3 separate regions of the Zea mays genome follow, and all the other regions are linked to region 1. A link is a contact called in public Hi-C data. All regions are on one chromosome and are shown on one strand. Each heading gives the region's core, a stretch centred on a gene start, on an enhancer-like site or on the middle of the called end of the contact. The rest is flanking DNA. Distances are from core to core; before and after follow the strand shown.

The links. A called contact is a pair of places that touch in the nucleus more often than the background predicts.
Region 2: a Hi-C map of endosperm shows a contact between it and region 1, with 3 times the contacts expected there. The contact joins the promoter of LOC100282668 here to the promoter of LOC103628982 in region 1. A contact is called at or near these places in 4 of 25 Hi-C or Micro-C datasets (ear, endosperm, leaf and 1 more).
Region 3: a contact with region 1 is called in a Hi-C map of ear, with 2.4 times the contacts expected there. The contact joins the promoter of LOC100322876 here to the promoter of LOC103628982 in region 1. A contact is called at or near these places in 3 of 25 Hi-C or Micro-C datasets (ear, leaf and tassel).

The regions. Positions count from the first base shown.
Region 1 is chr6:11,371,331-11,374,322 of Zm-B73-REFERENCE-NAM-5.0, forward strand. It overlaps LOC103628982 (ACT domain-containing protein ACR8), which reads right to left and starts at 1,414. Exons shown (of 3, transcript XM_008650178.3): 1 at 960-1,414; 2 at 22-882. The coding sequence starts at 1,058.
Region 2 is chr6:11,502,015-11,504,934 of Zm-B73-REFERENCE-NAM-5.0, forward strand. LOC100282668 reads left to right here and starts at 1,585. Exons shown (of 4, transcript NM_001155576.2): 1 at 1,585-2,040. The coding sequence starts at 1,699. It overlaps TRNAG-UCC (transfer RNA glycine (anticodon UCC)), which reads left to right; the gene lies at 1-27.
Region 3 is chr6:11,148,236-11,150,962 of Zm-B73-REFERENCE-NAM-5.0, forward strand. It overlaps LOC100322876, which reads right to left and starts at 1,322. Exons shown (of 13, transcript NM_001170581.1): 1 at 943-1,322; 2 at 707-828; 3 at 1-127. The coding sequence starts at 1,169.

The DNA.
Region 1 (2,992 bases), core at 164-2,663:
AACAGACTTGAGTTCGGTTACCTCCAGCGACCTCCGCTCGATGGCGGCCTGGAGGTGGTGGGTGAGCATCTCGCGCTCGGCCTCGGACCGGATGGGGCTGCCGTCGGCGCGCCGGATGTAGAACTCCTGGCGCGCGCGCCCCGCCGCGGTGTCCACGGTGCCGTGGAACACGACGTAGTCCATGTCGTGGAGCGTGCACGCCACGTCGAACAGCAGCTTGGGCCGGTCGCCGCACTGCACGGTGACAACGGAGTACCCGCGCTCGGCCCAGCTCTGCACGGACACGGCGGGCGCCAGGGCCGGGACCGGGACAGGGACCGGCGCCGCGCGGTGCAGGTCGGCGGACATGAGCTGGTGCAGGCGGCGGTCGGCGTGCGCGACGCCGGAGGCCGGCACGGCGGCCACGGCGCCCGGGGCAACCACGCCGTCGCCGCGAAGCAGGTGGCTCAGGCGCGCCAGGATGCGAGATACACGGCCGTCGCCGTCGCCGTCGGCAGGGTCGTCCGCGCGGAGGTGGGCGACGCAGGCGAGGCGGCCGCGGTGCGCCCACGCGCGGGCGTCCGCCACGCCGCACTGCATGTCGGCCAGCACGGCGAACACCTCGGAGAGCAGGCCCGCGCGCCCGGGCCCCGTCAGCTCCAGCGCCGTCAGCCCCTCGGGGGGCGCCGCCGCCGCCGGCTCGACCCACGTGCCCAGGGACTGCTGGATGTAGGCGATGACGCTGGCGTCGGTGAGCTTGCGGCCCAGGCGGTCGGTCACGTGGAAGACGTCCATGAACCAGCGCCCGTCGGAGGAGATGTAGGCCTTGTTGATGGACAGGTCCAGGTCGGCCAGCACCTGCACCGCCTCCAGCAGCAGCCCTCGCTTCCTGGCGCTGTCCACCTGCAGCACGGTGTCAGCAACCACTGCGAGTCACGAGCGCTAGTTGCGCGCCCAAGAACCAGAGGCGGAGGGGTCACCTGCACCAGCGTGGCCGTGGGGCAGACGGCATTGTCGATGACCACCCGCGGCGTGTTCATCCGGATCACCAGCTTCTCGTACTCATCCAGCCACTCCATCGCCGCCGGCCGGCTTCTCTCGTGCTCCGCCTGGGTGAGTGCGTGCGTGCAGACTGCAGAGTCAGAGGCAGGCAACGAAGAGCCCGGGCACGCGGGTCGCCTGTATATAAAAGCAAGCACGCGCGCCCGCGCGCCGCGGCGGCGGCTCTGACAGCAGGGACGAAGCGGACGAGGGCGCTTCGGCGGGATCGCCCGAGGCTTGGATGCTTCCCCTCGCTTTTGGCGCGGCTCTGCCTCTGCTCGCCGCCTTGTAGTTTGCTGCAGCTGCCGTGCCGCCGCCTCCCCCCACCTGTGTCTGAGCTAGCAGAGCTGTTCAATTTGGAATCGGAATGCGTGGGCGGGGGCTGGTGTGTCGGGGCGGGCGGGGATTTATGAGGGTGGAGGCCGGGGACGGAGGGGGGGTCCGTCGTGGGTCCCGCGCGGCAGGTTTTGTGGGCGCCACGTGGAGGGCCTGCGTGCTCTGTGCCCGTTCCTCCTTGCCTTGCACTTGCATGCCGCTCTCCTTTGCGTCCGGCTTAATTAATCCCGCGACAAAAATTCCTTGTTTGTCGAAATACTATACTACAGTACTAGCAATGCAAACGCGAGCAGGCAATGTTGGATTAGTACAGAGCAGCAGCTGGCGGGGTGGGACCAGGCGGCAGGCCCACGGAGTTGCCTCCGACAGCACGGAAGGGACGGCACGGGACGGAACGGGACGGTGGTTAAGACAAAGCGAGCAGCGGCATACGGTACGTAGTGGTACGGATTATTTGCAGCGTTTGGAGTGGTGCCCGGCTCCAAACGGGCGATTTTTGGGTGGGAAAGGATAGGATAGGATAGGAGTGAAAAAGCTCCATGGGAAGAGACAAAACCGACAGAGCTCCGCTCGAATATGCGACCGGACCGAGCTGCCCCGAGCGCCGGCCGGCCGTCTTAAAAAAACAATCAAGAGGGGGCCTGCCAAACAAAACAACACATCATACTACTAGTGGCCAGTGTTTAGTGTAGCATGTCCGGATGATTTGGGGATTTGAAATTAAAACCTCGCCGCGACTGCAGCCCTAGCTGCAACTTGTGCAGCGAATGGTAGTATGGTACAGGACCGCCTCTTCACGGCGGTGGCATACACTCCTCCTCCCTCCAGCGGCGGCGATCGATGGAGCTTTGATGGCGGGGCGCGTGGTGTACCGGCGTGCCGGCTGGATCTTCGACGGATCCGGAGGTGCATTTATGGCGGCGCAGGCCAGGATCACGCGACGCCGTGCCCCTCCCGTACGAGTACGGCCGCCGGTGTAGCAGGCAGTGCATTGGCCCACGCGCGCGCGCATTCAATGGAACGGACGCCCAGGATGGGGCGGGATGCGTACGAGGTGGCGTCGCCCAGGCCCAGCAGCCATGCCATGCGCCATACATGACCGGCAATTAAAGGCCGGCGGCATGCCGGACTCGATTCCGATCCCGATGGATGGGATGGAGGCGCGAGCAGAGAGCAGGCCATTGCCAGTCCAGGCTCCGGTGCTGCCGTGCCGTGGTGGATCACCGATCACGTGACCGTGATGCTGCCTGCCTCCCTGGTGGACGTTGCTCGTCGTGCGCGGGCGACGGGCGCACGACGCGGCCGGACGGAAGCACGCCCCGGCACGTCGGGGAGGACGACCGGAGCCGCACGAACGCCGTACTACTACTACGTGCTGCCTGCCGGCCACTACCGCTGCCACTCCGTCAACGCTACGCTGTCCCGAAGCCGGAGAGGCGGGCGGACGACCTCGGCCTACCCGCGAGAGGCGGAGGCCGGCCCCGCGACGACGTGCGCCGCACTGCCCGCACAGCGCACACACACACTGGATGGGAGCTCAAAGGTCAAACCTACGCCGCGTCTAGCTAGCTGTAGACTGGCTACTGTATGCTGTTCTCTGCCGACGTCTCGTCTGGCGCCAAACCGTGGAGAACGT
Region 2 (2,920 bases), core at 335-2,834, 130 kb after region 1:
ACCCGGGTTCGACTCCCGGCAAACGCATCTTTTTTTTTCGTCTTCCCTTCTGAAGAATCAAGAAAAACAAACCCAAAGCGCTGCTGAATTTCTTTTTTCCCCCGTGTTCGGCTGAGACACTTGATCGAGCAAATTCATTCATTGCTGCTATGATCCATCGATCGAGCACGCGCGCAGCAAAGCTAGCCGGGCAATATAACAACCACAAGTTCTAGCTTGGCGCGCTATAGGGAGGTACGGCCGCCTGTACGACTTGCAATAACTAGCCATGCTGCCTGCGCGAGCAGGAGATGGGCGGCGGCGACACCAAGAAGCTGCAGCAGCTGGTGTCTCGTCTCCTCCTCCTCCACCACCACCACCACCCGGCGGCGAATTCGAACAGCGGCGGCGTGCCCGCGTAGCCAATTCGTGGTGTGGGCGCGGTTCGTGGTGCCGAGACGGCGTACCTGAAGCCGCCGTCGTTCGTGGCGCTGCTGGAGAGCGCGAGGAGGACTACTTCGGTCTGGACCACCATTGCCAGTCTGCTTTTCTGCCACCTCCCACCAGCCCAGCCCATTATGGTTCCGACTCCGTCCTCACAGTCGTCGGCCACCGGGTACACAGCCGAACAGTTGACCGGTCCGCCGGCCCGGCCCGGCCCGGCTAGAGGCCTTTTCTCTGTCCCTCTCGTCCTCTCTTATCCGACATGGGCACCAAACGGGCGGGCACACGACACGCCCGCCCACACCACAGAGAGAGCAGCGCGACCTCACCTCCCCCTTCCACCTTTCCCGCACCTTGAAGCCGCCGTCGTTCGTGGCGCTGCTGGAGAGCGCGAGGACTACTTCGGGCTGGACCACCATTGCCAGTCTGCTTTTCTGCCACCTCCCACCAGCCCAGCCCATTATGGTTCCGACTCCGTCCTCACAGTCGTCGGCCACCGGGTACACAGCCGAACAGTTGACCGGTCCGCCGGCCCGGCCCGGCCCGGCTAGAGGCCTTTTCTCTGTCCCTCTCGTCCTCTCTTATCCGACATGGGCACCAAACGGGCGGGCACACGACACGCCCGCCCACACCACAGAGAGAGCAGCGCGACCTCACCTCCCCCTTCCACCTTTCCCGCACCTTGAAGCCGCCGTCGTTCGTGGCGCTGCTGGAGAGCGCGAGGAGGACTACTTCGGGCTGGACCACCATTGCCAGTCTGCTTTTCTGCCACCTCCCACCAGCCCAGCCCATTATGGTTCCGACTCCGTCCTCACAGTCGTCGGCCACCGGGTACACAGCTGAACAGTTGACCGGTCCGCCGGCCCGGCCCGGCCCGGCTAGAGGCCTTTTCTCTGTCCCTCTCGTCCTCTCTTATCCGACGAGAAATTTGCTATTTTGCCACTCTCAATTTTGGCTGTCTGTTATTATGCCATCCCGTGTCTATGACTGGTGGGACCGTCTGTGTCTATGATTTGTGGGTCCGATAGCATATTGGCGAAACCCACAAATGATAATGGCAAAATTGCCAATGGCTCCTTATCCGACATGGGCACCAAACGGGCGGGCACACGACACGCCCGCCCACACCACAGAGAGAGCAGCGCGACCTCACCTCCCCCTTCCACCTTTCCCGCACCTTGTTGCACATAAAAATTCCCACGCCCCGCACCCAACGACCTCCGCGTCCGCCCCCAAAACCCCCGCAAACCCTAGCCGCCGCCAGCTAGGCAAGGAATGGCCGCCCTCCTGCGGCTCGCCGCAGCCCGATCCGCCCTCCCCAGGCGCGCCCTCGCCCCACACCGGAGGCTCGCGGCGGCGGCGGCGGCCGCGATGGAGGAGTGGTGGTCCGACTGGGAGCAGGACGGCGAGGAGGAGGCGCGCGCCTCGGCGCCGGCCGCCGGCCTTGACCCCGCCGGCGGGGGCCCCGGGGGCGTGCAGTGGGTCGTCATGGGCCGCCCTGGCCCGCAGAAGCACGCCCACGCCGCGCGCCTCGCCGAGGTGCTCGCCGTGCCCTACATCTCCATGGGCGCGCTCCTCAGGCAGGAGCTCAACCCCTCCTCGCAACTCTACAGGAAGGTGGGTGGCTCCTGTTCCCTCGCTCGGCGCTCTGGGGCAGCTCCCGATTCCCGCGCCCCTCCCTCTCTTTGTCTGCGTTCCAGCTGCGCTAATTCCGCGATCTTGGGAGGTCTTGCTCGTCCTAGCTTCGATCGAGCCGTTTAACTGATTTATGTCCCTAGCTGCTCTTTTTGGGCACGAGGAGGGATCTTCTCTTTGAGGACATTTTGCCTGATCTGTCCCGGAGCTGCTTGTGTTTCTTATGGAAATCATTATGCATATTAATTGCATGGAGACTAGTTAGTCTTCTGGCTGCTTTTTGTTTGGCCCATCTGCAAATTTCTCGTGACACAGCTACGCACTCTTCTGATCTCCGAAGATATTTGCCTCAGCTCGTGTAAAACCACAAGCTTTTCTTGTGACCAGCCAATTTACTAACAGATATTCCCTTATTTCTCCACTAACTATTTTGCAAAACAAATAATTTTCTTAGCGCTGGCCGTAATTTCCCAGTCTTTGTATGAAGGCCGCAATTCACTTTCTTTTTTTCTGGACTTATATTCGATGTTTGAATATCATGGTGACAGCAGAAGAGCGTGCTGGCCATGTCTTCCCCGCGTGATGGTCCACCTTCGTGGACGGGTAATTTGTCTGTGCCCACACAATGTTTTGGGGGGGGGCAGTTTTGGGATTTGGTATGGTTACATTGGAAGTTTGGAAAATTCCATCCTGCCGGCCTGTGGCGGCTGCAGACAGTATATGCAGCCTTTCATTTGGCCTTCATGCTGTACCCTGCATATGTCTGTTTCCTGCACTGTATCTGCACATTTCGTTCAACTGTCTGCACATCGGAACAGTCTAATTCGGGGGCACGTAGAAATTACAATCACTCCAGAAACTA
Region 3 (2,727 bases), core at 72-2,571, 220 kb before region 1:
CCATTGGACATAGCATCCTCCTCAGCAACAAATGATGTTGTGACGCTAACAAGTGGGAACACTGCAATTCTTGAGACCTGATTAAACACGGCAATTGATACACCTACAGCTCCAAGTTCAACTGGACCTGGTTATCACAAATGAAAAAACATCAGAGCAACCAATATACATATATAAAAGAGCAACCAAACTTCATATCTATCGTTTCAAGAGAATCACACTACTTTTGTGGGTGGGGTGGGGGGGTGCTGAAGAAGAATAAGCAAGAAGTAATCAGCTTACGCCTGTTGGATATTGATATCTTACTCAGTGCCCTCTAATTTCTGTTTCCTAATAAAACACACCGATGCACCCGGCTTCATCATAACTTTTCGCAGTAATGCACGCTGGCTGCACATATGATTTTATTCCTAAAAGACGCCAGGGCTCTCTATTAAAGCCTTCTTGTGACAACGTGAAATGGAAGGTGGGCATGTCAGCCGGTGGCTGGCTGGCTGGCTGGGCTTAAACAGATGTGAACCAATAGACAAAATAATACTACGTCCTCGTGGTTGCGTTTGCGTTTGACAACGATAGGTTCGTATTGAACAAGTGGATGCAGAGCATGGTACTTGTCGCGCAGTTTCCAATCTCTCCTATCTTTTTACTACTATATGTACTATGTACGTGAAACAGATGAAGAGAAGGCAAGAGAGCAAGAGCAAACCTATGTGGCCAATGAAGGCGGTGTCGACGAGGGAGGCGACTGGGTCAGCCATGAGCGCGAGCGCGCCGGGCACCGCGATCCTCATGATCTCCTGACCGAGCTCGTCCCATCTGAATGCGAGCCTGGAGACGGGAAGAAGGGAAAATATAAGGGCTATTTAAATTTGAACCCTTAGTTTTGCTGGGGTGGCGATGAAGACCAGCAGATGCCCCGTGGTCATGGATGGGCGGGCTCACCTCGCGTCCCGGAGGAATACGCTAAGCGGGTGGTGGTGCTCGCCGCCCCCTTCCATGGCACCGGCGCTCCGGTCGGGGAGGAGGAGGAGACTCTCCCGCTCCCTCTCTCTCTCCCCATGCATCGTCCACACACCCAAAAGCGGGTGGAGTGGAATGAAATAGGAAAGCGAATCGGGTCCGGAATTCCCGATGGGTGCGCGCGCGCGCATGTGGGTCGGTGGGTGCATGCCACGGGGGAAGGCAATATCTGCGTGATTCCTCTGGGTGGGTCTGGGGGCGACGGGGCAGCCAGCGCCGCCGGGGCCGGGTCAGATGGCGCCTCCCTGCGGTGCAGCCGTGCAGGTGTAGGCTGCGTCTGGGTCCCTTCCGGAATGGTATCTGTGCGCGGTAAACAGAGTCAAAGCGGAGAGGTCCTCCATGCCGAAGGAGACGGGCGGCGGCGTGAGTGCGCGTCGCTTACGCTTACGCCGCCGACCGCCGTGGCGCTGCATCCTTCGCGCGGTCGCCGCTTCCCTCCGGCTCCCCGAGTCCATTTGACCTCCAACTTTTTTTTTTGTCCCTCGTGTATCCACCGCGTAAACTTTTAGCAGTTACGCTCCCTCAGACAAGGTACAGGCTGTATCCAGCAACGCCCCCTAAATTCTATCCTCTAAAGAAATATTCTCTGTCATTTACAGAACCCTCTAAAAAATTCCGTCCTCTATATCTTCGCCAACTCCAACAACGTCCTCTAAATTCGGTACTCTATATCTACAATAATAACAGAATTCATATACTCATTTTTAATACTCATTTTTTTGATATTAATAAAATTTGAACTTATGTGCGTAATGGAATAAACACAGGAAAAATTCAATCTCTGCTTTGACTGATGACAATGGGACCATATTCTTTGAACATGAACATAAGTCTAATCTTCTCTGGGAGGCTTTCAAATGCAGACTGGGGTCGTCCGACTTTTCTGATATTGGGTTTGACCTATCAGAAATTTTAACTTCCAATGAGCAATTACAGGGGCTAGATCAGCCATTTTCTAAGCTGGAAATTGATAGCATCATAAAGCTCCTACCTTCAGATAAATCCCCAGGGCCAGATGGTTTTAATACAAACTTCATCAAAAAGTGCTGGCATGTCATTGCCCCCGATTTCTATGATCTGTGTGACAAATTCTTTCATGACCAGGCTTGCCTCAGAAGTATCAACGGATCATTCATTGTCTTGATTCCTAAGATTGAGAGTCCTATGAAGGTGGGGGATTACAGGCCAATTTCTCTTCTAAACAATAGTATGAAAATCTTAACGAAGCTGCTGGCAAATCGTCTGCAACCGTTCATGCCCCGGCTAGTTCACAAGAATCAGTATGGTTTCATCAAGGGGAGGTCCATTCAAGACTGCTTGGCATGGGCCTTGGAATATATTCACCTTTGTCACTCCTCAAAAAAAGAGATCATTGTACTCAAGCTTGATTTCGAGAAAGCCTTTGACATGATTGAGCATGAGTTGATTATCCAGGTTCTTATCCACAAAGGCTTCAGCCCTAAGTGGATCAACTGGATTCGGAGCATTCTTCACTCTGGCACTTCCTCAGTGTTACTTAATGGAGTTCCTGGTAAGCCTTTTCATTGCAGGAGAGGGGTGAGACAGGGCGACCCTCTTTCACCCCTGTTGTTTGTCCTGGCAGCCGACCTTCTTCAGAGCATCATCAATAAAGCTAGGATGCGGAATCTTCTCAAGCTACCATTGCCTGACATTGGTGAACAGGATTTCCCGATTATTCAATATGCA